Regions from separate parts of the Dromaius novaehollandiae genome. Here region 1 is linked to region 2. The links are chromatin contacts, called in public Hi-C maps. All regions are on one chromosome and are shown on one strand. Each heading gives the region's core, a stretch centred on a gene start, on an enhancer-like site or on the middle of the called end of the contact. The rest is flanking DNA. Distances are from core to core; before and after follow the strand shown. Region 1 overlaps ZNF536 (zinc finger protein 536). Region 2 holds the start of ZNF536 (zinc finger protein 536).

The links. A called contact is a pair of places that touch in the nucleus more often than the background predicts.
Region 1: a contact with region 2 is called in a Hi-C map of liver, with 5 times the contacts expected there. The contact joins the enhancer-like site here to the promoter of ZNF536 in region 2. A contact is called at or near these places in 2 of 4 Hi-C or Micro-C datasets (brain and liver).

Annotation. Positions count from the first base shown.
Region 1 is chr13:11,890,565-11,895,227 of bDroNov1.hap1, forward strand. All of the region lies in intron 8 of ZNF536 (zinc finger protein 536), which reads left to right. Among named protein-coding and RNA genes, the nearest start is that of ZNF536, 290 kb to the left of the region's middle. Within about 2 kb of position 3,232, at least 1 of the 2 cell types and tissues checked has open chromatin away from gene starts, as enhancers often do.
Region 2 is chr13:11,597,916-11,602,512 of bDroNov1.hap1, forward strand. It overlaps ZNF536 (zinc finger protein 536), which reads left to right and starts at 3,092. Exons shown (of 9, transcript XM_064519627.1): 1 at 3,092-3,378.

The DNA.
Region 1 (4,663 bases), core at 1,982-4,481, 290 kb after region 2:
GGTCTCTCTCCCCCTGCTTGAACTCCTCAAGCCCGGGAAGGACTGCTAGCATGTGCTTGCGTAGGTAGGTACAGAGCATCTCCCCAGGGCCTGGGGCGGGTGCATCGGTGCTATTTTGCTGAAAACATTCAAGAATAAAAATGGATTACAGTATAGGCAATAAGGGCTGTGCTATCAATTACACATAGCTATAGATACTAGTGCTGTCACTTGTGCTGCATATGCACTGTCACATGTAAACCCTATTTGTTTCTGTGATGGTTTGGGAAATAAAATTTTGACCTAACGTTTCCAGGAACTTCATGCAAGGTTCATAAGACCTGCTACAATAGAAACAACATCAAGAGGATTCCCTTAAGGCCCATTTTTGTGATGTGTATTTTTGCTTGTAAAGTAATAAAAAACCCACCAAGGCAGATTTTCTAAGTTAGGTGCAACTGCCCCTTGGCAGAGGCCTTGCTCCTCTGCAAGTGGGCGGGTGGCTGTGAACTTAGGTGGCTTGCAAGGTGCTGTGTAGCTCTTGGTCTGTGCATGCTCACCCTCTCATTTACTTGCTTTCACATGTTACATGCATGAACATTTGCAGAGTTCTGCCAGCTTACAGGGCTCACCTGGCCCATGAGACAAATACAGTAGTCTTTGCTTTAATAATTCTCTTTAATAATGGCTCACATAGTTTTAAAATACTGAAGGATGAAAAGACAGGGACATCCTCATTTCACTGTTTGTCTTTTCTCCTCCTGAATGAGTCACGGTATAAGACTTTTCACACAGGTTGCTAATGCCGTCCTAGGTTGCATGTGACATTGACTACCATCTCTGTGCAAAGAAATTCCACTTAAATTCCATTAGTGCCTGCTTTTCCTTAGCTTCAGCTCATGCCCACTTGTTGTTAGATAGGGCTGTAACTCAAGGAGCCTACTTTAGCTGTTCTGTATCCTTTACCTCGTCTTCTAAAGAATACTGATCTGGTTTGTTTTTGACTCACTAGGATAATTTTGTCGCTGAGGTTTTTGGTTGTTCTTTATGTGTCTAATGATAGAGATAGCCAAAGTTAGGGTACAGTCTTCCAAATAATTCCTTGTTATCCCCTTGCACTGCAGGAATGATTTCGCTCTCACAGTTTAGTCAGTGCCTCAATTTGGAAATTCCAGAAATATCTCTGCTGCTTTTTATGCTGACATTAAGTCCTATGCTTAAGATTTTAGAGTTTTATTTCTGATTATTCACTGCACTTCTGCCCCTTTCCCTTCAGCTAAGGAGAACCAAGTGTTGCGTTCCTTTTGTTCTTACTGCATTGTTACTTGACATTTGTACTTTACTGAATTGCATCGCATCAGTTTCTGTAGTCACTAAAAGGCAGGCTGGATTTTCTTATTTATATGTTGTCCCTTCATTCATATTGTCTGCAGCTTCTCCTCCATTTTCTACTTTGAATAAATTTCATCCCATTTTTGCATGTCATTGAAACAGAAAAAGAACAAAATCAGCTTTGCTAGTGATCTCTGGGACACGCGAGCTATCACCTCCCATATTCTCATCTCTTTAGGTTAACATGCAGAGCACTGTGCCCTCAATATACTGTCCGGTTCCTTATGCATTATTTAGCTCACCCTCGCATCAGAACTTATGAAATTGTAGCCTATTAGGGGATGGTACAGCGTGAGCTTTCATAGAGGCCACGTAAATCATGTGCATGGCTTCCTTCGATTCTTTTTGAGGTTTTTTTTTTGGGGGGGGGGGGTTAATTTTTCCAAATATTCTATTAGTTTTGTTATATATGATCTCCCTTTTGTGAATCCATGCTGAATATCTTTAATTAAATCATAACTTTCCCTATTTTGTCCCTGATTAGTGTTTCCAATATCTTTCCCACTGCTGAAATCAGGCTGACTGGTGTTTAATTTCCTTGATCTTCCCTAGAGCTGCTATTATATATAGGTGTTACCTTCGTCCTCCTATCCACTGGTACCTCCTCTGCTTCCAAAGATGTTTCACAGATATTTGCTAAAGTGCCCCCTTCCCTCTGCCTTTTCCTTCCAAATTCTGGCAGGGATCCCACCTTCAGGAGCATGTTTGGGGGTTTTGACACTTGAAGAAATGTATTTTTTACAGCTTCACCTTAATTTCATTTGCTAATCTTTCTAATCCTCGGTAGCTGCGTAGCTACTCCATATGTACGCGTTAGCAGCCGTCTTAGCGACAGCGATACTCCTCTGTGCTCTCGGAGCGTTGCTGCGCTTGTGCGCTTGCCTGCGTGCTGCTGGGGTGGCCTCCCGCCAGCCTCCCAGCGTGCGTCCCCGGCCTCGGATAAAGCAGGAAACGGTGCGCGAGGTTCGGCGGCTGCAGCCAGCCTGCTGTCCCCGCAACCGTCCTTTCTCTCGCCGCCCGAGATCTTCTGCTCGCTCGTTTGGCTTCCTCAAGACGGAGACTGCTTTTTTTTGATCCGTGGTGTATTTTTGTCAGGCTGCATGTGTATTTTCTGCTGATATGAACTCATCTTTGAACATTTGCCATTTCCGTATAGAGTTATTTCCTCCATTCCTTTATTCCATTCAGGGTCTGCTCCTCCTCTCATTGAAGTCAACTGGGAGTCTTGCCATTGCCTTCCTCGAGAGCAGGAGCGAGCCTGAGACTCGCTGACACTTTCAGCATTCGCTCAAAAATTAACCCTGCTGAAATTGAATGTCGATACCGAGCTTTGTATTTTAGCTGTAAATCCACCTCTGACTCCTTGAACACTTGTTATATTTGAAGAATGACTACTATGAAGAAGCCCATTAATTTTAATGCAGCTCTCTGTACTTAGATTTGGGTCGTGACAGTTCCACTGTCATGGCTGCGAAAACATCATCAACAGAAAACTCAGGTTTCCTGGGCATTGCATCAGAAATGCACCAAAATCTGGTTGTCCTTCTTCGCAGTCGTTAGAAAACTTGCACTCTTACAAAAACTACTCAAATAGTGTTTAAATCTTTGGAAGAAAAAAAACTAAAAGGTAATAGAAAAAAGCTATGAAAATAAGGTTAAACTTTTTTTCCCCCTAAGAGTAGCATGAACACTTTTCTTTTACATATCCCCTGCTAATAATGCAAGGAGTCATATGTCTCTGTCCCCACAAGCTATCGTGAAAACGAACCCACTAGACTTGTGACTTCAACCAGAAAATAGTTGTTCTGTCCTTAACTCACCCCACGGTGATTAAAGGCTGGTACCGCATATGGTATGTAAGCTCACACTTACTTCCCTGAGACCATGGAAACCCGAGCATGATGGAATACATCAGGGATGGAGCAGCAGCCTTGGTTCTGAGCATTTTTTTGCTAAAGTCACTGAATGTTACTGTAATGACATTTTATATCTTTCATTCCATATTCGAGCAGGGAGCCACAGGTGTTCCATTGGAATTACTCACACATTTATAGAATTGGACATTCTGTCATTAAATGGACTTAAAACTAAAAAGCCTTTGTCTGCGAAAGGTGACCAATAGAAAGGGGCTTTGGATTATCTGATATCCCATAACTTAATCATATGGCTCTTAAGAGTAGGGCATAAGCAGCTGTGTCTCACTAATATGCATGCAATATGTGTAAAGTGATATGCTTTAATTCTAAACTTGTTTTTAGCAGGAAGAAAAAGCATTTAGATGAGGAACATTAAGATTCAGCATTAACCATTTTTTTTCCTCAGGGCAAAATTATTCATCACCTGATATTTATTAAGGCAACATTTTTATTTTATTGCTAGGTACTGTAAAGAGTCTTTCCAAACATTTTCAAAGTTGTGCGGTGAAGTTTTATAGGCAGATTGGCAAGCAGTATTTGGAGTGGTTTTCAAAATCAGTGAATTTCAGAAGGATATTTTCCTTTTCCTAAATAGTGCTGTTGTCAAATCTCACAGAGGAAATAACTGAGATAAGCAGTCATTTAATTTATTATTTAATTTTCATTTTTATCCCTCCTCCCACATTATATAAACTTGATTTCTGTATTGTAGCCTTAATTGTTAGTTTGTGTTGGTTTAATCTCTCTTATTTAAGTATGTTTGCTTTAATAATATTAAAAAAAACTAAGACAAAGAAACTGTAGATTAGAGACTTTATTTTCAGGGTAAAATGATACGGATAAGTGAGCGTCAACTGACCAGAAATTATTTGCTTCTGTCTGTTAGACACGTAATGGAGTCATTTAACTAGTCAAATTAGGAGCTGTAGAAATGCACCATGCTTCATTACTGAGTTCGAATGGGCACCATTTTACATTTACGTCAAAAATTATCTCATAGCAAATTAATGTTTTCATTGTGCTGGAAAGCTGGAGCTGTGCAGTATTAGCACCACCTAGAGGATGCAACAAAAATGTTTTAGAAATGTTTTCTCTATAAAAACCAGCGAGGAATAGATTATCTTTAAAAAGCAAAGTACTTCAAACCCACCTGTGCTTCCCCCCCTCCCCCAAAGCCTTTGAAGTTTTGTATTTATATACTCTTTTAAACTACATCAGTTCTATAATATTCCTGTATTAATTTTACACAAGCTCGCAAGTGTTTACGGCGTATTTCAGGTTGGTTCTTTTGTAAAATTTTTCAGTATCAATGCCACTAGTTGTATGTTTTTAATGAAAAAAGATACCATTAAAAGTCAGAACGTCTGCTTGAAAAA
Region 2 (4,597 bases), core at 1,842-4,341:
GGCTTCTGTCTTTAGGATGTCTTCAGCTCATAGAGCTGCATTATCTCTTCAAGTTCCACTTTGGGAAAGGTTGGCCATCCCAGCCCAAATGTCTCTGAGGCCCGGGGGGGAAAGAAGTCACATTAATGGTGTCCACTATTGCCTGCCCATAGTAGTTTGTTCTTCCAGGTTTTGAGAAGTCTTCATTAATATTTTCATCCTCTAGAGCTGAGTTGGATGATCACCTGCTGACTAGGGAGGGGCCTGGGGAGAAGAAAAAAAAAATGACTGGACATTCAGCAGTGGTGGACCAGAGCTCTGCCATCAGCGTAGCGAGGACTAAAACTTAGTTGTAGACTTTTGCTTCCTGGGACATGGTTCTTATTCTCTGTCCACTTCTGGGGGGAACTTCTGGGGGGAACTTTCTGTTCCCTCCAAAACAGAAAGGGGTGGAAAAATACTTTAATTATTGGAAGGTTCAGAGCCAAAGCCCTCATTCTTTATTTTCACTCTGTTTTTGCAGTAATTAGATGAGCATCATGCCCTTATGCTAGAGGAACAGGAAATCCTAGTGAGATGTCTAAAGTTCCTCTCTTGTCAGTTGCTGTTTCACCTATCTCTAGCCAATATTCTTATCGTTGTCTCTGGAAAAAGAACCATGGGGTTTTCCTGAGCTCTCATTCTTCTGTAACTCTTTGTGTGGTGCTCTCAAATCTCCTGGCCGTCAGTGATTTCAGGTGCCAGATTTGGCCCCTGCCTCTGAAATGCCATCGCCTCCTATATAGTTTGAATCATGAAGTTCTAGGTCATGGAAATCATAAGGTGAAATCTGGTATTAAAAAAAAGCATGGATCATTTTTTTTTATGAGACTGCTAATAATGTTCAGCCTTGACAGGGTTAAAAGGCAACATCCATTTCCCCATTATCTTGTTTAAAAAGTGCCTTTTTTAAAGTCCATATGGCGACTTCCTTTCGACCTGCTTTCCCATCCTCGTCTCTTTGTCAGGGCTGTCACTTATAAAGAATCACTTGACTTACAATAACAAGTTCAAAAGAAGACAGAATATAATCAGTTGATCCACGAAGAATTGAAATAAAGAACACCCCCACTGCTCCAGTTATCATTCCCATAGAGATAGTGATATTATTGATGTGATTGCTATGCTAATTTCTATAGAAAAAACTTGTATTTTGGAATTTGTTCAAAGAGAATTTCAGACACATCAAATTGGAAAATGCAGAGTGAATTCCTAAACTTTTTAGTATAGGCATGGGAATCTTTCTTTCTTTTTTTTTTTTAATTGAATAGCTCTGAACAACTATTTATAAACTTCACTTTAAAAATCAATTGGAAAAATTTAGCTAATTTTTCAGTTATTATAAAAAGTTAATTTACTGCAGTTCCAGAAAAAAAGTCGTATGGTACCTATAGGGTTATTAATACCATACCTAAAACCTGCAGAAGTGGGATTGGACCACAGAATCCAGAAATAGAGGCTAGGGATTATAAAAGATAGATACATTTAAGTCCACTGTTTAGGAATAGCTAATTAATCTATACCCCTTCCTCTGCAATTCCATAGTCTCTTTGGGAATTGCCACAAACATAAACTTTTTTTTTTTCCTTGGACTCCTATTTTAACTAGAAGGTTTCAGCTTGTGATGTTATGCTTTTTATGTAGTAAACTGATTTAAAATGTATGCCAGTCATCTTCAGGGAACTCATTTCAGTCAAGATGAAACTAGTCTTACCTGAATCAATGTTTTAAGTGTCCCTGTGGCTCGGCATTTTGAATAATCAATCTGTCTCCATCGCTTCTTAATCATGCGCATCACAGTCTTTTTTATTTGTCAACCCTTTCGGATCCTGGCTTTTTGTTATTAACGTGCCCCTAATGTCACATGCAAGCCTTTTCTTTAAAACAAGCTGCTCATTGGTGTATTTTGATACTTTTTATTATTACTAAATCTTTTTTCCCATAATTACACCACAATCATTATATAATCCCATAACAAAGAGTCTATTGAGGCACCATGCTTTTGTCAACTATGGGACACAGAATCCATAATTGCATTATTCAGCTTCCCCCCCCCCCACCCGCTTTGTAGAAACACAACCTATTTCACCAGTCACATTTGCACCTTGTTTGCTTGGTTATATATTATTTACTAAATCGTTGCCCTGCGGATAAACCTTGTAAAGTTGCTTTAAAAAAGTTATTTGTTTGATAATTAAGTCCTGAAAACCCATCGTTTAATGATTATTCCGAACCCATAAGGCAGAGAACCTCCATGACGTTTTTCTCTAAGTTTAATTACCGTATGCTAATTTCCTTGCCTACTACGTGATTAATTAAAATCATATTTTCATAATCATTTGGCACTAGTATTGTTTTAGAATTATCATGATCCCCTAAATAGTGTATGTAAATAAAGTCGGCTCTAATGGAAAGAATCAAAATGCAACGCTGAGGACCTTTATGTGTTTGTATGCATGCGATTGGCAACATAACTGGCTTATTTACATTAAATACGCCACAAGGTTACAGTGCAGATCAACGTCACTTTATCGCTGATTACTTCTCTTAAACGCCGGAGCGGTGACTGATGCTCCGGTCCCCCTGTCCACCCAGGTTTACCCGGGAGTTTTTTTTAGGAGAAGCAGACTTTGCATAGTTTCGGGAGCAGGTAAGCAGGGCGCTTTGTGGCGCCCGGCGGCGCCCCGGGGGCTCGGCGGGGGTTGCGGGGCGCGGGCAGGGGCGGCGGGCGCGGGGGCTGCGCGGGCGCGGGGGCTGCGCGGGGCGCGGGCAGCGGCGCTGGCCGCGGGGCTGCGGAACGGCGCGGGCTCCTCGGGGTGTTTACACGGGCTCAAGGTCACGACCAAGCCGCGCCGTGTTAAATGGTTTCTTAGTTGCTAGACAGGGAGAAAAAATGGACGATCACAGACCATTCTTTGTAGATTATTATATCAAGGGTTCAGCTTTTGGCTCATCAAAGCTAAATGCCGCAAGACCTATCTAGTTGCTGTGAATTATGCCAAGACGACAATGGAGTGCTTTTTTAATGGTACAATGCATTTCACCTACCAGATAGGGGGAGTCCACGCTGAGAGATGGGGATGTCTTGTGATGTTGGGTGATCAGTATCAATGAAGGGGGTTATTCTGAAAAGAGACAGATTAAAATAAAGCGCTCTTTGCTCGGGATGTGCTGGAAGCAGTTGGGAGGGCTACCCGGAGCGGGCGGCCGCGGCAGCCCCGCGCCGCACTTTTCCCCCTCCGCACAAGAAAATGATCAAGTCAATCATGTGGACATGCTTCATTATTCATTGAACACAATCTTTTACAACGCTCCGTTTACGTGCGGGAGTTTCTTCTACGCTTTGCTTTAAATTTTAAGGTAAGAAAGACAAAGGTAAAAAGGGGGTTTTTGAGGATCCGGGAGGCTCCCGCGAGCCATCAAAGAGGCTCCAAAGTCAGTCCGGAGTATGTTTTTTTTTTTTAATTTCTTTTTAATCATCGCAATGGGGCCTGCGTTTTCCACCGTGATTAAAAAAATACAGTATAATTAAATATCCATAGCAGTGACGTTTGCAAGCAGGGCTGTCAGGGGAAAAGCAGAAAATAATGAAAGGAGCGGAGAAGCCATTGAATGGCGCTATAGAACTTAGCCTGAAGAAAACCCTACGTTTTTTCTCTTTCTCTCTCGTTTCTTTTAAAACCGTTACTTTAAAAAAAAAAAAAAAAAAAAAAAAAAAAGAAGGAGCGGGCGGGCGGGCGAGGCGAGGCGAGGGGCGGCGAGAGGCGGCGGCGGCGGCGACGCCGGCCCGGGCAGCCGGCTCGCCTTCCCCGGCCCGCGCGGACCCTGCCCTTAACTTGCCCAGAAACTTTTTGTTTTAAGGGGCTGCTGCGGAGTAAACTTTGCCGAAGTGACTTGAAACGCGGGGACCCCCTCCCCTCCAGGATCCCGGGTAATCGCGGTGTAATTTGTAAACTCCCCCCTCCCACCCCCTTTTTTAATCAAAGTTAGCTGATGCATACCATGTGTCAAACTTGTGAGATTCAAGTGCCTAAGAGACCTGCCATTTTGTGCTCTAATCGACCTCTTATGAATAGGAGCCGTGCATAATGCTGCGAGGAGCGTTGTGACATTCAAGTAGGCACTAAATGTCAGGCCAGGTCTCGGCCCTTTCGGGGGGAGCGGAGCGCGCCCGGCGGCGCCGCGGGGAGCGGGGAGGCACCTGCCAGCCCGCGCCCGCGGCTTTTGTCGGCGCCCGCAGAAAGTAACAGGTTAAAGAGGAAACTTAAATGGCAATTCCCTCGGGCGGAGGAGCATCCCCTTCCCGGAGGCGGGCCGTGCGCGGGCGCGGAGGGCCGCGGGGGCGCGGAGCGGCGGCCTGGCTGCCCTGCGCGGTGGCGGCTGCCCGGGGATGGAGCGCCGCGGAGGCGGGGGCACCGCGCCGGCGGCGAGACGGCCGTGGGGGGAGCGAGGAAGGCGAGCGGGTCTTTGATGATGTGTAGGAAAGAATCCAGATTTTAATGCGCCCATCTGTTGCAGTTTTGCAAATAATTAATATATATATATATGTGTGTGTGTGTGTGTGCGCGCGCGTGTTGGG